2 separate regions of the Mus musculus genome follow, and region 2 is linked to region 1. Evidence: chromatin contacts called from public promoter capture Hi-C data. All regions are on one chromosome and are shown on one strand. Each heading gives the region's core, a stretch centred on a gene start, on an enhancer-like site or on the middle of the called end of the contact. The rest is flanking DNA. Distances are from core to core; before and after follow the strand shown. Region 1 holds the start of 8030453O22Rik (RIKEN cDNA 8030453O22 gene). Region 2 holds the start of Mkrn1 (makorin, ring finger protein, 1).

Region 1 (4,465 bases), core at 721-3,220:
ACTTTCCATGGTGATCAGAGTAGAATTTCTTTTTGAAAACAATTAGGATTCATAATAGTGCTTACAAAAGAAAAAAATAGTATTTATTTTATTTGTACTTTATGCAAGAGTGTTTGCCTGCATAGATGTATGTGTGCCACATGTATGCCTGGTGTCCCTGGAGACCAGAAGAGGGTGCCACACCCTTGGAACTGGAGTTACAGATGATTGTGAGCTGCTGTGTGGGTGCTGGAAATCAAGAGCTCTTAACTTCTGAGCCACCTCCCAATCCTTAAAGAATTTTTTAGGGCTGGTGAGATGGCTCAGTGGGTAAGAGCACCTGACTGCTCTTCCGAAGGTCCAGAGTTCAAATCCCAGCAACCACATGGTGGCTCACAACCATCCGTAACGAGATCTGACTCCCTCTTCTGGTGTGTCTGAAGACAGCTACAGTGTACTTACATATAATAAATAAATAAATCTTTAAAAAAAAAAAAAAAAAAAAAGAATTTTTTAGTTGTCTCCAGGATGGTAGATGAATTTAGATTTGAGGCAGAATCACCATTCATTGCTATTTTCCTGAGAACTGAAATGGCAGACAGGGGAGAATGTGACCATCCAGGTTAGTGTATGCTTGCTGGCAGCCACCAACAGAGCAGAATCCCCCAGTCACATATGCTACCTCACGGCTCTGGACAGGGGATGAAAGACTGGGGCTTGAGCCCTTGCTCATTTTCCTTCTCAACATGGAGAGTGAGCACAGGAATTGAGCTGGGTGGGCTCTACCACCGAACCATGTACCTAGTCCTCCTTTTTTCTTTTAAAAGGAGGAATGCTAGCTGCCTTCTGTAGACGAGAGCCTTCTGCATGCAGAAGCCGCATAATCTAGTTTGTTGTTACTGGTGTATGGTAGGTTGATAGTACATATGCATTTAATAAATGAATATATATAAAATAAGCATATATATTTATATATAAATATACTATATATTTATACAATGTTTATATATTATATAAATATATATATTTTAAAATAGAATAAACACATTTAAATATATAAATATGCATTATAAAACTATATATTTAGCCGGCCGTGGTGGCACACGCCTTTAATCCCAGCACTCGTGAGGCAGAGGCAGGCGGATTTCTGAGTTCGAGGCCAGCCTGGTCTACAAAGTGAGTTCCAGGACAGCCAGGGCTATACAGAGAAACCCTGTCTCAAAAAACCAAAAAGAAAAAAAAAAAATATATATATATATATCCCAAGGCACTCAACTAATTACAACTAACTGTGACCATTATAGTTTTCAAATACCTGGAGTGACTCAACAATACTCGAGGAAGAGACAATGGCTTGTTGGAAGAACATTACCAAGGTCAAGCAAGAAGCGTACAGGGCGATGACACTATTTTAACTGTCCCCAGGACTGACAGAGTGTCTTCTCCACGTGACTCTTATACCCGTGGGTGTCTGCAGTTCCTGTTTCTAGCGTCTGGGCTGCTGAGAGTTGTGATGAGATTGGTGATAGCAGAATATGAGCGGGGGGGGGGGGGGGGGGGGGTGAGGAGGGGGAAGGCTTCCCGCTAGCAGAAGATGGGAACAGCTACGGCTGCAAAGCTTTAGCGTTTAGAGAGAAGTGAAAAACCGTGATTCTATAGCTAGAAAAAGATACCCTGGCCTGGAAGGCACACAACACTCACTCAGCAATATCCAGACCTCTCAAGTCTCAAATGAAGGCAGTTCAAGGAGCCGTCTGACAGGAGGCTCAGGAGAGTGACATTCCCCGGTTAAGGAAAGGGAGTAGGTGCAAGTAGTAAAAGGGAGAAGTAGACAGGCCGTCAGTTCCTACACTCTTAGGGAGAACAGAAGGAGGTGGAGAAGCGTGCTCATCTACTTCCAGGGCGCATGCGCATGCTAAGGGCGGCTCTTACTTGTCAGCCAATCTGTAGCTCAGAGTTCCAGTTGGGCTGTGGCTGTCTGTGGCCTGCTTGCACACGGTCACCATGTCAGCACCAAGAGAGACTCCAGGAAGCCTAGAGGACCAGTGATAAAGACTCCATGAGGCACATGGGCCCCTCCTTCAGAAGGAAGCAGGTATGTGGCCCCATTTCACCCGGAATGGGAGGTGGCAAGAAGAAACTAGAAAATCTGTCTTAGGTGGATGAGGTCACATGATCTCCTGGGGCTTCCAAGACTTCTACCTGCCAGGTAAAACTGAGGGTACTCAGTGTCTTGGCTCAGAACTTCCTCAAAGGAATCAAGAGGCCTGTTTCAAAACATGCTAACAGATCTTAGGTACCAGGAGGGAAAGGCCAGCGAAGAGACAGAAATAAATAAATGTGGTCTGAATGTTAATGACCCCACAGGCTCATATATTTGCATATTTAGTCCCCAGTTAGAGGAAGTATGTTGCCAGGGGTGGGCTTTGATGTTTCAAAAGCATGAGCCAGGCTCAGTCAGTCTCTGCCTCTCTCAGTCAGTGTCTGTCTGTCTCTGGCTGCCGCCTGGGGATCAGGATGTAAACTTCTCAGCTACTGTTCTAGTGCCATCTGTCCCAGCACTCTTCATCATAACGATCAGGGTGGAGTAAAACCTCTGAAACTTTACGCAAGCCCCAGTTAAACCCTTTTCCTTCCTAAAAGAGCTGCCTTGGCCATGGTGTCTCTTGACAGCAATAGAATAGTGACTAAGACAACAAATACATAAATTCAATTAAAACATAAGACAAATAAAAATAGAGCACTCATGGATCACCCTTTATGAAATGAAGACACAGTCTGGTGAGATGGCTCAGGGGGTATAAAAGTGCCTGCCACCGAACCCGAGGACCTGAGTTCAAGCCCCAGTCTGTCCTTTTCACCAGTGTGCGTGCACATCCAAATAAATAATGTGCACAAACACTCTTTTTAAGAGGAAGCAGGCAAGGAGGGACCTGAAAGCTGAAATGGAGCAGGCGAAGCCATTGGGAGTTGGGCACAGGGAGAACTGGAGCATAGACTTGCCCAGGAGTCTAGCTGTTGCTTTACGGCAACCCAGCACCATATACTCTGGAATAAATCTGTGGTGTAACCGAGCCCAGTTCTCCAAGGAAGCTAGGAGCTCAGGTCCACCCATCCCACAGTGGAGGGGAGCCCTGAAAGGCCTTTCAGGGACAGGAAGGAACTCATTGTCCCTCTCACAACTCTCACACAGCTGAAGCTTCTGGAGTCTCTCCATGTGGCTGGGCCCACAGACACTGCCTTTCTGTCCTCTTCTGGCAGATAGCCACATGGGCCAGGGGGTGGGGAGAAGGGAGCACAGCCGATCTCCACCCCACCCCCCTGCTCTCTACAGCCTGCACTCTGGCTCCACAGACCAAACACCCACCACGCAATCTTCTCCCATTGAGCCAGGCAGCTCTCCATCTTTTTCTTTTAGGCTCGTGCCAAGCTGTGTGCAGGATGCTCTAGGAGACTCCAAGTTAAGTAAGACTCTGACTCCTTCCTTGAGGAGCACACCAGGACAGTGCCTGGACTGCAGTCAGCTCCTGCAGCAGCTCTCCCTGAGGGGAGCCCTTCCCCCCACTGTCTGAGGAAGCAAAGCGTTTTCCAGATGGAGCAGAGCCACCACCATCCTTCCAGGGGATGCTTCTAAGTAGCTTTAGCCCCAAACGCGTGACACTTAAGTGAAGTCACTTCCCACCAGGTAATAACGCCCAGTACTAAAATCACAGGCTCCTGGGGACCAGCCCTACTGCAAGAGTGAATCTGAAAGGGCAGCAGAGTCTGGAAGTGAAGAGATAAAGAACGCATGCGCGGTTCACATTTAGCAATCAGAGTGTCTCAATTCTCACAAGTATGGAGTATGCTGCTCTCATTCATTCTTTCTTTTTTTTTTTTTTTTTGCCCTTGACGATTAGAATAGGTTAGACAGATGTCTCAGTGGGTAGAGATACTTGCTGCCAATCAAGAGTTCGCCACCAGAGCCCACATGGTAAGAGAAATTGACTCCTCTGACCTTTACCGGCATGCTATGGCACACACGCAACACATACACTACACACACACACACACACACACACACACACACAAATGTACACATAAAAAATAATAAATCCAGGCTGGAGAGATGGCTCAGTGGTTAAGAACACTTTTTATTTTAGGAACTGAACTAAGACCTGAGTTCAGCTTCTAACAGCCACATGAAGAGGCTCGCCACCACCTATATATAACTTCAGCTCTGTGGGGGTCTGACACACCCTTCTGGCCTGCACTGGCATCAGCACACACGGTATGTACTCACACACACATGTAAATAAGAATAATCAATCTTTTTTTCCCCCTTTGTTTTTTTTGTTGTTGTTGTTGTTGTTTTTTTTTTTGAGACAGGGTTTCTCTGTGTATCCCTGGCTGTCCTGGAACTCACTCAGTACACCAGGCTGGCCTTGAACTCAGAAATCTGCCTGCCTCTGCTTCCCAAGTGCTGGGATCAAATGCGTGTATCAAC
Region 2 (4,465 bases), core at 920-3,419, 110 kb before region 1:
TCCCTGTGGGGGACATCTAGAGATGTCTATAATCTCAGCACTAGAGAGAGACAGGAGTGAAGGATCAACAAGTCCCAAGCCATTCCCAGTTATATTAGCCTCTGCATCTCACACATTCTCCTCAGAAGAATAAAGAAAAAGGGGTGGCGGCAAGACATCTTTGTTGATACAAAGAAGGCTGGGTTTGATTCCTAGAACCCACATAAAAATGAAAGACACTAAAATTATCCTTTCAATTTTAGTACACTTCTCCACAGATGCTGGGGAACCAACTGCCCCAACCATACCCACAAATCATAAAAAAATTAAGGGAAAATGTTAACCGGACAGTAGCGGTTCACCCCTTTAATCCCAGCACTCAGAGACCTGTGAGTTCCAGGCCAAGCTGATCTACAGGGCTAGTCCCAGGACAGCTAAGGCTACATAAAGAAACACTGTCTTAGGAAGGAAGAGGGAGTAAGGGAGGGAAAAGGAAAGAAGAAATGTTGAAGCAGAAATGTATAAAGTTGCAAGCATCTGACAGGATGATAATGAAATCAGTTATGAAATGTTATTTGGTAATGGGTATTTAGAACTAGACTAGAGAAAGATAGTAGATGAAAGAAAAAAAAAAATCAAGGATTTAAATTTTCAATATCAGCCCGGGTGGAAACACTATCCTTAGTACTAGGAGGGCAAAGGCTGGAGGAGGGAAGTTCAAGGCCAGCCTGGTCAATGCAACAGTGTTAGGACAACCAGGCTGCAAAGCTGGACCTTGCCTCAAAAAAAAAAAAAAAAGAACAGACTGAGGGGAAAGCTTTAATCTGACGTTATTAAATGTGTTACAGGAAAGACTGGAAGATTCTTCAGTTTGGGAGTTAATATCAACACCGAGTTGTTCATTAGGAATTGCCTTTAGCATTTGCGGTTAATAAACTGTCCTTGCCGGGTTTAAAGTGGCATTTCCTTTTAATTTTCTTAGCCGATAGAAAAGCGTATATAGTCCTTCCTGGTAGTTAAAATCTATATACTCGGGCGTGGTATCATCTCACCCCTGCACTCCCGCACTAGAGAGGCAAAAACAAGAGGATTGCCGAAAATTCTAGGGCAGTCAGACTATATAGGTCAACCGGGGCCACACAGTAGGACTGTCTCAATAAGCCCCCTCCCATCGTTAATACAAACAATCCTTCCTCCAACGTTTATAGCTGGGGAATTATTTTTTAACATACGTACTGTATAACTGTCACCTGATCATACATTTTCCCAATAATTTCGTCTCGCTTACCAAACAAGAACCAAACCTCTCTGGTCGGATCTCCTTTCTCGCAAAGAAGAACGCCTCTCAAAGGGACAGTAATAATAATGGCAGTTCATAAAACCAAGGGTGGAAGAGCCTAACGCCGGCTCCGAACGCTCGGTTCGGAGACAAAGCTCGGAACCGCCGACCACCGACTTACATACAAAGGCATACAAAAGCGGCTGCTCCCGGCGGGGCGGGGGTGAGCGGCGCAGAGAGCAGAAAAGACGTTACAAACGGATAGCCCGGCTCGGAGCCCCGGGGCCGGCCGAGCTCGCCGGGACCCTTGGAGGGTCTCAGGGCGCACCGAGGGTCGTTAGAGCCCGATTCGCATCGGCGAGCTCGCGCCGCATCCCCGAACCTGTAGCGATGGAGGCCAGGGCGGGGACACCGGTCCTCTCCGCACGCACCGGGGCGCCGCTGAGCGAGGCGAGGTGACGGGACCGCCCTGCAGTCCGAGCCCGCAGTCTGAAACCCGCAGCGATGCCGCGGCCAACCTCTGCGGAGGCTGACGCAGCGATGCTGTACGGACAGCCGCAGCGGGGACCCCGCGACGCCCGCCTCCGCCTCTTGCTCGGCCCCGCAGCCCCCGCCCTCCGCCGCGCCACGCAACGTCCTACCTGCAGGTGACCTGTTTCGTCCAGCCGCCGCCGCTGCCGTCGCTGCCGCCGCCCCCTCCTCCCGCCCCCGGGGACGGGGCAGCGACTGTGGGGATAGAGGTGAGGGAGGCCGCTGCCACCGCCGCCGCTGCCGCTCCTGCTCCTGATGTTGTGGCTGTTGTTCCGGGAGCCGCAGCCTCCGCCATTACTGTTTATCCCACACAGCAATGGCCCCGGAACTTCCGGGATCACATAGTTCCGGTCCGGCTGAGAAGGAGAAGACAGCGAAGGGAGGGGAGGGGAGGGAGGCTGAGGAGCCCGAGAGCTCTGCGCCAGTCCCGCGCCGTGTCACCGCGTCTCCGAGCGCTCAGGTCTCAGGAACTGCGGGCTCCGCAGGGCACCCGCGGCCCTCCTCCGGCGACGCTGATTGGTGATGGCTTAGGCTCCGCCCTAAAGGGGCGTGATCACACGCTTAGCCAGGTGTGCTAGGATGGTCCTGGTCCTAGCCATCCTAGCCATCAAAGGACCACATGCAAGGACCAACTTCTGCCTATGGCTGGTGGCGCACGTACAAGGTGGGGGAAGGCCTGGGGCTGTGTCTGCTCTTTATCTAGAGTGAGATCCCAACCTATTGTGTTGGGATCTGTTTCTTTCTCTCACAGGAACTGTCAGAATCCCTGCTGATGGAAGTGCCCAGGTGGGCCTGGCGGCAGACATCTTGGAATCCCACCAATGTGAAGACTTGAGTATCACAATGGCTGCAAGTTCGAGACCAGCCCAAGCTAAATAGATCCTGTCAAAGTAATAACAGTAATGTTGTAAATGAATTATGTGTGGTAGCCTGTTTGTAATACCAGCTCTTGGGAAGCTAAAGGAAAAAAGTGTTTGGTTTTATACCTGACCAGGAACTGAGGTGCATATTTTACATATCAAAGCAGACTTGACCTCCGGACTTCCCTAGCGTCCTTTTAGTCCCTATCTGGCATTCCCTGCCCCCAACCTTGAACTTTCCAGCCCAGGAGCTAGGCTGCCCTTCACCCCAGAGGCTCCTCCCTATATTTCTAGACATTTTCTCTGTCTCCTCTCTGCCTGCATGCCCTTTCTTTTTTTCTCTCTCCCTTCCTTATCCCATCCTTACCCCCGTGGCGACTCCTGAGGCCAGTGAACTAGCCTGCCTGAGAGAGCTTCCCAATAAACCTGCCTTTAATAGACTCGAATCTAGTGTGAATTGGCTCATTTCACCAACATCAGAGAAATAACCTATCAAAAAGGGTCACAGGCTTGAGGCCAGCCTGGGCTACACTGCAAGAATCTGTCAGTAAGCAGACAGCCTTCAAGGACATGCTCCCAAGTACTGGCTCCCAGCTAACTATGCCCATTCCCCTAGAGTTTCCACCATCAGGTTATATGAATCCACTGATGAGGGCAGTGCCAATCATTTCTCCAAAACTGTGTCTAAGCATAAATCACTGGAGTCCAAGACACATCACATGAACTTCTGAGGAACATTTTAGATCCAAAGTTCTCTCTCCCTCCTCAATAAAGTAAACCTGGCTGGACTTCAATGAACAGAGATCTGCCTCCCAAATATTGAATCCTGGGGTTTAAAGACTTCACCACTGTCCCCCTTTATTTTATTTTACTTTTAATCTTTAAGATTTGTTGCACAGCTGTTGGGGAGGTAGCACAAATGTTAGCAACAAATTCAATGGAAAAGTTCTTGTCACTATAGTCATTCACAGGGACAGGTCTTAGCCCTCTAAAGTGTTGGTGTCAAGACTTCATATGCTGGAGTCTCCCACATCTGAGCCAATTACCAAGCAAAGGAAAAGATATGTTCTGAGTGGGCAGTGTATCCAGTTTCAAGTTGTGTTGTGGTCTTACTGTCCACTCCCTGGTACTCTAGTGTCCACAGACACCTGGGAGGCAAAGAGGAGACATAAAGCAGCTTTCTGCCTGCCGCACAGGCTTCTAGAGGCCTCTCTACTGCAGCAGCCAAGGAAGGCAGGAAAAACTGTTCCACCGGAGGATGCAACTGGGGCTCGTGGAGACTTGCAAAACTAGGCCAGAATAAAACCCCTGAATGCAGAGCCCTGCTCCCACCTCCCTTCCAGGAGCCTTTGAGGCTATAGAACAGCACTGGCAGAGAGTATTCTGTGAGCCTGGGGTCAGCAGGCAGGAGGCCAAGAGGCTGGGCTGGAGAAGATGTGTTCTTCGAAAGCACCAAGGTTTCACAAGGACAGGAGTTGACCTTCCAAACACAGGAAAAGGCTTTCGCTTCCTATCCCTGCTGTATCAATGACCAGGGCATAAGCAATCCACAATCAACTTGGAATACAGGCACCCCCTTCATTTTTTTTTAAATCAATTCAAAAGTTTATTAGACATAGAAAAAAACCTGATATCTCACAGGCAATACTTAAGTTCCTAGTAATAATACATTTGAACAGAGCATTCCTGTACTTTTGGCCTAAGATGTGTTGCTGAATACGTGAATCAGTGTACTTGCCCCAAATGTTCAACATAAACAGAGAAGTGATGGACAGAAAACTCACCTCCAGTACTGGAACCAGCCAGCTTTTAGACT

The links. Capture Hi-C pulls out chosen DNA fragments and counts their contacts.
Region 2: a contact with region 1 is called in a promoter capture Hi-C map of adipose tissue. The contact joins the promoter of Mkrn1 here to the promoter of 8030453O22Rik in region 1. A contact is called at or near these places in 1 of 39 promoter capture datasets (cranial neural crest), 1 of 484 Hi-C or Micro-C datasets (nephron progenitors), 4 of 115 datasets of contacts at active chromatin or transcription factors (embryonic midbrain and embryonic stem cells) and 3 of 9 other capture datasets (adipose tissue, liver and pancreatic islet).

What each region holds. Positions count from the first base shown.
Region 1 is chr6:39,525,571-39,530,035 of GRCm38.p6, forward strand. 8030453O22Rik (RIKEN cDNA 8030453O22 gene) reads left to right here and starts at 1,971. Exons shown (of 2, transcript NR_167680.1): 1 at 1,971-2,074. The region is part of intron 1 of Dennd2a (DENN/MADD domain containing 2A); the gene reads right to left.
Region 2 is chr6:39,418,200-39,422,664 of GRCm38.p6, forward strand. It overlaps Mkrn1 (makorin, ring finger protein, 1), which reads right to left and starts at 2,170. Exons shown (of 8, transcript NM_018810.2): 1 at 1,900-2,170. The coding sequence starts at 2,084. It overlaps Gm10244 (predicted gene 10244), which reads left to right and starts at 2,179. Exons shown (of 2, transcript NR_152168.1): 1 at 2,179-2,453; 2 at 2,541-3,095. It overlaps Gm25402 (a small nucleolar RNA gene), which reads right to left and starts at 4,220; the gene lies at 4,090-4,220.